Regions from separate parts of the Mus musculus genome. Here region 2 is linked to region 1. Evidence: chromatin contacts called from public promoter capture Hi-C data. All regions are on one chromosome and are shown on one strand. Each heading gives the region's core, a stretch centred on a gene start, on an enhancer-like site or on the middle of the called end of the contact. The rest is flanking DNA. Distances are from core to core; before and after follow the strand shown.

The links. Capture Hi-C pulls out chosen DNA fragments and counts their contacts.
Region 2: a contact with region 1 is called in a promoter capture Hi-C map of adipose tissue, with 3 times the contacts expected there. The contact joins the promoter of Ccar1 here to the promoter of Anapc16 in region 1. A contact is called at or near these places in 1 of 39 promoter capture datasets (liver) and 1 of 9 other capture datasets (adipose tissue).

Annotation. Positions count from the first base shown.
Region 1 is chr10:60,001,368-60,004,471 of GRCm38.p6, reverse strand. It overlaps Anapc16 (anaphase promoting complex subunit 16), which reads left to right and starts at 1,337. Exons shown (of 4, transcript NM_025514.3): 1 at 1,337-1,516. Ascc1 (activating signal cointegrator 1 complex subunit 1) reads right to left here and starts at 1,667. Exons shown (of 11, transcript NM_026937.3): 1 at 1,565-1,667.
Region 2 is chr10:62,790,742-62,793,773 of GRCm38.p6, reverse strand. Ccar1 (cell division cycle and apoptosis regulator 1) reads left to right here and starts at 1,406. Exons shown (of 25, transcript NM_026201.3): 1 at 1,406-1,558; 2 at 2,732-2,853. The coding sequence starts at 2,781.

The sequences.
Region 1 (3,104 bases), core at 88-2,587:
GCGTGGTGGCGCACGCCTTTAATCCCAGCACTCTGGAGGCAGAGGCAGGTGGATTTCTGAGTTCGAGGCCAGCCTGGTCTGCAGAGTGAGTTCCAGGACAACCAGGGCTATACAGAGAAACCCTGTCTCAAAAAAACCAAAAAACAACAAAAACAAAAAACAAACAAAAAACAAAAAAACAAAAAAAAATTCTGCTGTGTAGGCAGGTAACATATGCACAGACTACATTCGTAAATAAATAAATGTAATAAGAAATTTAAATTAAAAACTCCATTATGTAGGCCTCAACTGGGCAGTTCACAGCACATCCTAAGCAAAAATAGTGTCGCTTTCCATGAGCTCACCAGTGTAAGTTCTTGTATAGGTGTCTGATTAACCTATAGGGGGTGAGGTCTTGCTAGCCACCTAAGTATGAGCAGAGTGCTTCATTCACCCTATCCAGTATGATATTTTATCGTATCCAGTTTGATAACGCATTGAGGAACCATCGGTACAATACCCGCGGAAGAGAGGTAAGCCGTTTTAAAGATGCTAGAAATAAATACCTTCCAATCAGATTTATTTCCCTATCACAGTACAATTAAAATATGACTTACTAACACAGTTCTCGGACCAACACAGTACTGAGAAGGAACAGTTTCCCGAGGCCACTGCCTCCAGAACACAACAAACGGCTTCACGCTTGAATCAATAATTCGGAATTAAAGGCTCCTGATAAACTACCCCATGTTCCCATCCCAGATGGCTGCGGCTACAAGTTCACGTACTTAACAAGTTCCACCAAAGAAGGCCTAACAATCCCTTCCAAATGAATGCTTGACCCAACCCTCAGTCAAGTCGCTAATCCGCAGCCACCTGCAGGACGCAAGAAGAGGGTTCGTGCTTTGAGAAAACAGAAAATCAACGTTGGCAGGGGGATGCAATTATTAACAGTCTTGTGCCGCGCCACCCTGGTGTGCTACTCCTTTAGCATCCCTTCCCACTTCAAAAACCACGTTCTGTCGAAAAGGAGCCTTTACAAAGTGTGAGCACTGAGCACGAAGCCACAGTGGTACCTTTCCTGAGCAGCTCCAGGCAGAGACTGCGCAGAAGGAGGAGAGCGGACTAGCCCTGGGTCATGGGTGTTTGAAGAGGGAAAAGTGGATATGCTTTCGTGCAATTCTCACATAAAAAGCAAACGCTGAACATCCTACGCTAGAGAGGCGGAGCAGACAGCACCAACGCAAGAAAACCAAAACTGCGGGGGACTGGGGCGGGGAAGGGGGCGGGGCAGCCACAGCGACCCGGAAGTGTTCTCGGAAAGCTCGGTCTGGCCCAGCCGGGCTCCGCCCCCTCCACGCATGCGCGCTAGCACCGCCCTCTAGCCCTCACCGCCGCAGGGACAGGCGCAGCACCGCCATCAAACTCCCACAGCTCAGGCGGGCGCGCGCACGCCGCCGTCTACGTCGTGGCGAGCGAGGCCGCACGGCTTCGTCCAAGGGGCGGGGCTGTCAGTCAAAGTGCACAAGCTGCTGAGGTAAGTGGCCGAGAACCTTCCAGACCTGATTCCCCCCTACGCTCCTACCTGCCAGGACTAACTGGGAGCGTAGGAAGAGACCCTGGAGGCTCGCCCGCGCCGGCCGTATGCAAAGGCAGCGTCATCCGACTGAGCATGCGTGGGGCGGGTTGGCGCCTGCGCCGTGGGCCGGCCGCAAGCCTTCCCTTCCTCCCCGAGTTGTTGGGTAGGAAGCGTACCTGGGTGGAGTTGGAGTAGCCAGGATTAGGGTGCTGGCTCCTCCCCTCTCCCGCGAGCTTCTTCATCCCACCTAGAAAGAGCTACCGCAGCTAGGTGCTGCGGGTGGTGATCCGTCTGTCTAGGTGGGACACCTAGTGATTTTTGTTAGTAGAACCCAACGGGTGTCATAATTAGCCACCTCACTTGGATCCCGATCGACATAAGCATCTGGTTTGTTCTGGGCTTTATTTTAAAGGAGGATCTCTTTTTTTGTTTTGTTTTGTTTTAAGACTATAAGCGGAAAGTTTATGAGTGCGAGGTCGTCCCTGTCGTACACAAAGTAAGTATTTAACCACGCCAGCCATATTGTGCCCCACAAACTATCATTCCGCTTCTTAGGAGCGTTTCCTCTGCTTGGCAGCAGCCACAGCTTCCCTGATAGGGCCAAGTTCCAGATAATCATCATTCAACAAAAGTTCACTGAGTGCCTCGTTATGAGGATGGTAGTCTCCTGAGCGACAGGGTTGAATACTCCATGCAGAAAGAGTCATGACTGGAACTGTCTCGGTCCCCTGCAGCCTCTACTGAGCTGATTGCTTTTGTCCTCGGTTTGTTTGTTTGTTTGTTTTGGTTGGTTGGTTGGTTTTGTGGGGTTTTTTTTTTTTTTTTTTTTTTTGGTTTTTTTGGTTTGGTTTGGTTTTTTTTGGTTTTTCGAGACAGGGTTTCTCTGTACAGCCCTGGCTGTACTGGAACTCACGCTGTAGACCAGGCTGGCCTCGAACTCAGAAATCTGCCTGTCTCTGCCTCCCAAGTGCTGGGATTAAAGGCGTGGGCCACCTCCGCCCGGCTGACCTCGTATTTATAAATCATTCATCCAGGAGCCACTGTGACAAGGGTTTTTATAAGATGCCTCCAGGGTACAAAGGTAGTTTGTTTTCTCCTTCCAACGACATGGGATCCTTTTCAGTGCCTCACACTTGGGTAAGCAAACACTCTAGCCACCTCACAATACATCCCCAGGCCCAGGCTTGAAGCTGGTGTCTGCTGTCTTCCTCCTTAGCCTTTCATAGCTTCCCTGAACCCAGAACATTCCCATTCCCCATAACCTAGCTAACAACATTGCTATGGGGAATCGCTTATCTTCTGCCTCCCAAGGGCTGGGTTTACAGGCAGCTACCACACCTGTGAGGCTTGTAAGTGACTTGAAGGGCTCCCCAACCCCTCCAGTGAAAACACTTACTCCATGTAGCTCTCCCCAGCCCCACTGCAAGATTCTTTATAAGATCATGAGGTGAATGTGCTGACTGAGAGTGTAGCCCAGCGCTAGGATGTGTGAAGTGCGTAACATCACACTGCCTGCCTCCCGAGCAGACCCTTCCCTCCCGGGAGC
Region 2 (3,032 bases), core at 157-2,656, 2.8 Mb before region 1:
TTTTTTGATAAGGTATCTCAGATTTAAGTTTTCTCACTTTGTCCCTCTTATTGCTGGGCCACCTGGCACACGCTGTTTTGAATTTTTACAAATTACTATAGTGTGATGACTATATTCTAATAGTTTGAAGGTCAGGACAGAATTAGTAAGGACAAAGGAGTTACATTTTACCCAACTTCTGTAAGTTTTACTTAAGTGGGAGAAAGGACCCTTGTGGTTTGAAAAATATTAAAGAACGTGTACCTATGTGATCCTGTGTTCATAAAATTTAAGGGAAAAAATACAAGGAACCACAGAAAAAGCTATATATTTTATCCTATTGGGTTTGATGAGATAAGGTGTTACACAGTCCAGGCTGGCCTTGAACTCCTGATCCTCCCTTCCCCTCCCTCCCAAGTGTTAGATTACAGGTCACCACCTGATCATGCTTGGCTCAGCTAATCTTATGTGGGATTCCTAGCATAAGCTATTTCATGTTGAGAATTTGACTAGATGTCACCAGCAGGTGTAGGACAAAATTAGAAAATGACTTAATAATAGCTCTGTCTTTCATTTTTTGAGACAGGGTTTATCTGTGTTGCCCTGGCTGTGTCTGCCTCTGCCTCTTGAGCGCTGGGATTAGAGGTGTGCACTTCCCCCATCCCCCAACCTTTCCACTCCCTCTCGCCCCCCAAATCCTCCAGCTGTTTCTTTTCAGTAGGGTCTTCAAATACTAGGGGTGATGATGGCCTGCACTCAGTGTATTAAAATCCACTCAGTTGTTCGCTTTTACACATTCCAGCCTTAATCCCGAGGAGATGGCACTGCGGTTAAAAGCACTAATCTCTGTTCTCAGGACCTGGGATTGATTATCAGCACCCACGGGGTGGTTCACACCGGTCAGGAACTCTAGTTTCGGGGGATCTGTCGTCTTCTCAGCTCCAGGGGCACCAAGCCCACACCTGTGCGCATAAATCATGGAGGCAAAACCCTCTAAAAATGAAAAGAATGTAAACAAAAAAAAATTTTTTTTTTTTGTTCTTCGAGACAGGATATGTCTGTATAACCCTGACTGTTTTGGAACTCACTCTGTAGACCAGGCTGGCCTCGAACTCAGAAATCCGCCTGCCTCTGCCTCTCGAGTGCTGGGATTAAAGGCGTGCGCCACCACTGCCCGCTAACAACGAAGTTCTTACAGGCTTATTCTTCCAAACATGTTCCAAACAAGAATAGAGGGACCACAAGATGGCGGCGGCGACACCGGCCGGACCACGTGACTGCCGCTCGCTCTCCCTCTCTCTCCCAGGGAAGGACAGCGTTGGCCTCAGAGCAGGCGAGCGACAGCCAGCTCATTGTTCAGCGAAGTCAAGGTAACCCGGCTGAGGCTCGCTCTCGCTCCCCAGTGAACGCACTCGCGGGGAGCGCGCACGCCGAACTTTTTTCGCGCACGCGCCCGTTCCTCTCGGAACCGGGAGGCGGTGCGGCGTAGGCAGGGGGGTTGGAGGGGAAAGCAGTCTGCGCATGCGCCTGAGCTTGACGGGTTTGAAATGGCTTCTCGGTTAACCCGGGCCAGACTCAGGTGAAGGTCTGGTCAGTGTTTTGGTGTGGCGCGGTGGGAGGCCGCGGCGGGTTGCTTCCGTTCGTTGGCAGCCGGTCAGCGGAGGGGTAGGGAGCGAGTGATGTGGCGGTGGCGGGTGGGTGTGTGATGGCGGACGCCGCGGGGCCGGCGGGCGAGGGACGCGGTCCCTTTTGTGCGGGTCGGAGTAGGCCCCACGCGCCGCGCCCTGCCCCCAGCGCAGCGGCTCCAGGCCCCTCAGGTGCGGCCTGCGCCCCTTCGACTGGGCCGGGCCAGGCCGGAGGCCGTGCGTCCTCCGGCCCGCGCTGCCCCGCCGCTGAGACCCGGCCCCGGGCGGCGGCGGCGAGCGTTTCCAGCGCTTGGAGGTTCTCTCAGACCGGCCCGGGGACCTCGGGGACTGCGACGACCCGCGGGCCCCAGTGGCCGCGGCCTGGGGCGCTGCCTTCCATCTTTCACGGCCGGCGCGTGGGAGGAAGATGAGTGTCCTCACCCCGGGATGCCAGGCCCATCTTTTCCTTTTCTCTTGGGTTTTTGAGCCGGGGTCTTCGCAGTGGTTCTTTTGGAGCCGCGCGTCCTCCCAACTGCCTCCCCACTCCCGGAGTGGAGACTAGGGTGACAAAGGCCATAGTGACTTCCTAGCCCTTAAAGTAATGTTCGTTATTGAGATGGTATCTGCCAATACCTTTATGGGGGAGGGGGGGTCTCGACGCAGTTTCCGTTATTGATTTAACCCCACTGCAGGACCTCAGACCATCGCCCAAAGAAACACGCAGGCTGTACTTGCTGCGTCTATAAGTTCGTTTGTCCCCAGAGAGAGAGGCTCTGTATCTAGCCCTAGCTGGTTTGTAATGTCATATAAATCATGCTGGCCTGGAGTTTATAGAGATCCGCCTGACTCTGCCTCTGGAGGGATGGGTTGGGAGGGGATTAAAGGCTTTGCCACTAAGCTCGGGCAGACCTTTTTAGGAAATGACCTTGTAGTTACTGAAGGAAGTTCCTTTAAGTCAGCCCCAAGGATATCTTTTAAATAGAGTATGCACAAGTGATCTGTTGATAGGCTGGTTGTGCGTTTTATTTCAAATGTTCTGTTGCACACTTCGGTTGGTTCTTGTTTGGAACGTGTCTTTAATATATCAATGATTTCTCTAAACTAGCCTTTTCCTATATCCTTTATAGGTATCTGCTATAGAAGGGAAACAAGTGAAAGTTTTCCCCCCCTTGCATCATGGCTCAGTTTGGAGGACAGAAGAATCCACCATGGGCTACTCAGTTTACAGCCACTGCGGTCTCACAACCAGGTCAGGCAACTGAACCCTTGGACTGGAAATGATATACCCTTTAGTTTTTAAGATACTTTTGAAAATTAACTCAGGAACAAAAACAAAACCCCACTTATCCAGCAATTTGAACACTTTTTTTTTTTTTTTTTTTTTTGGTTTTTCAAGACAGGGTTTCTCTGTGTAGCCCTGGCTGCCCT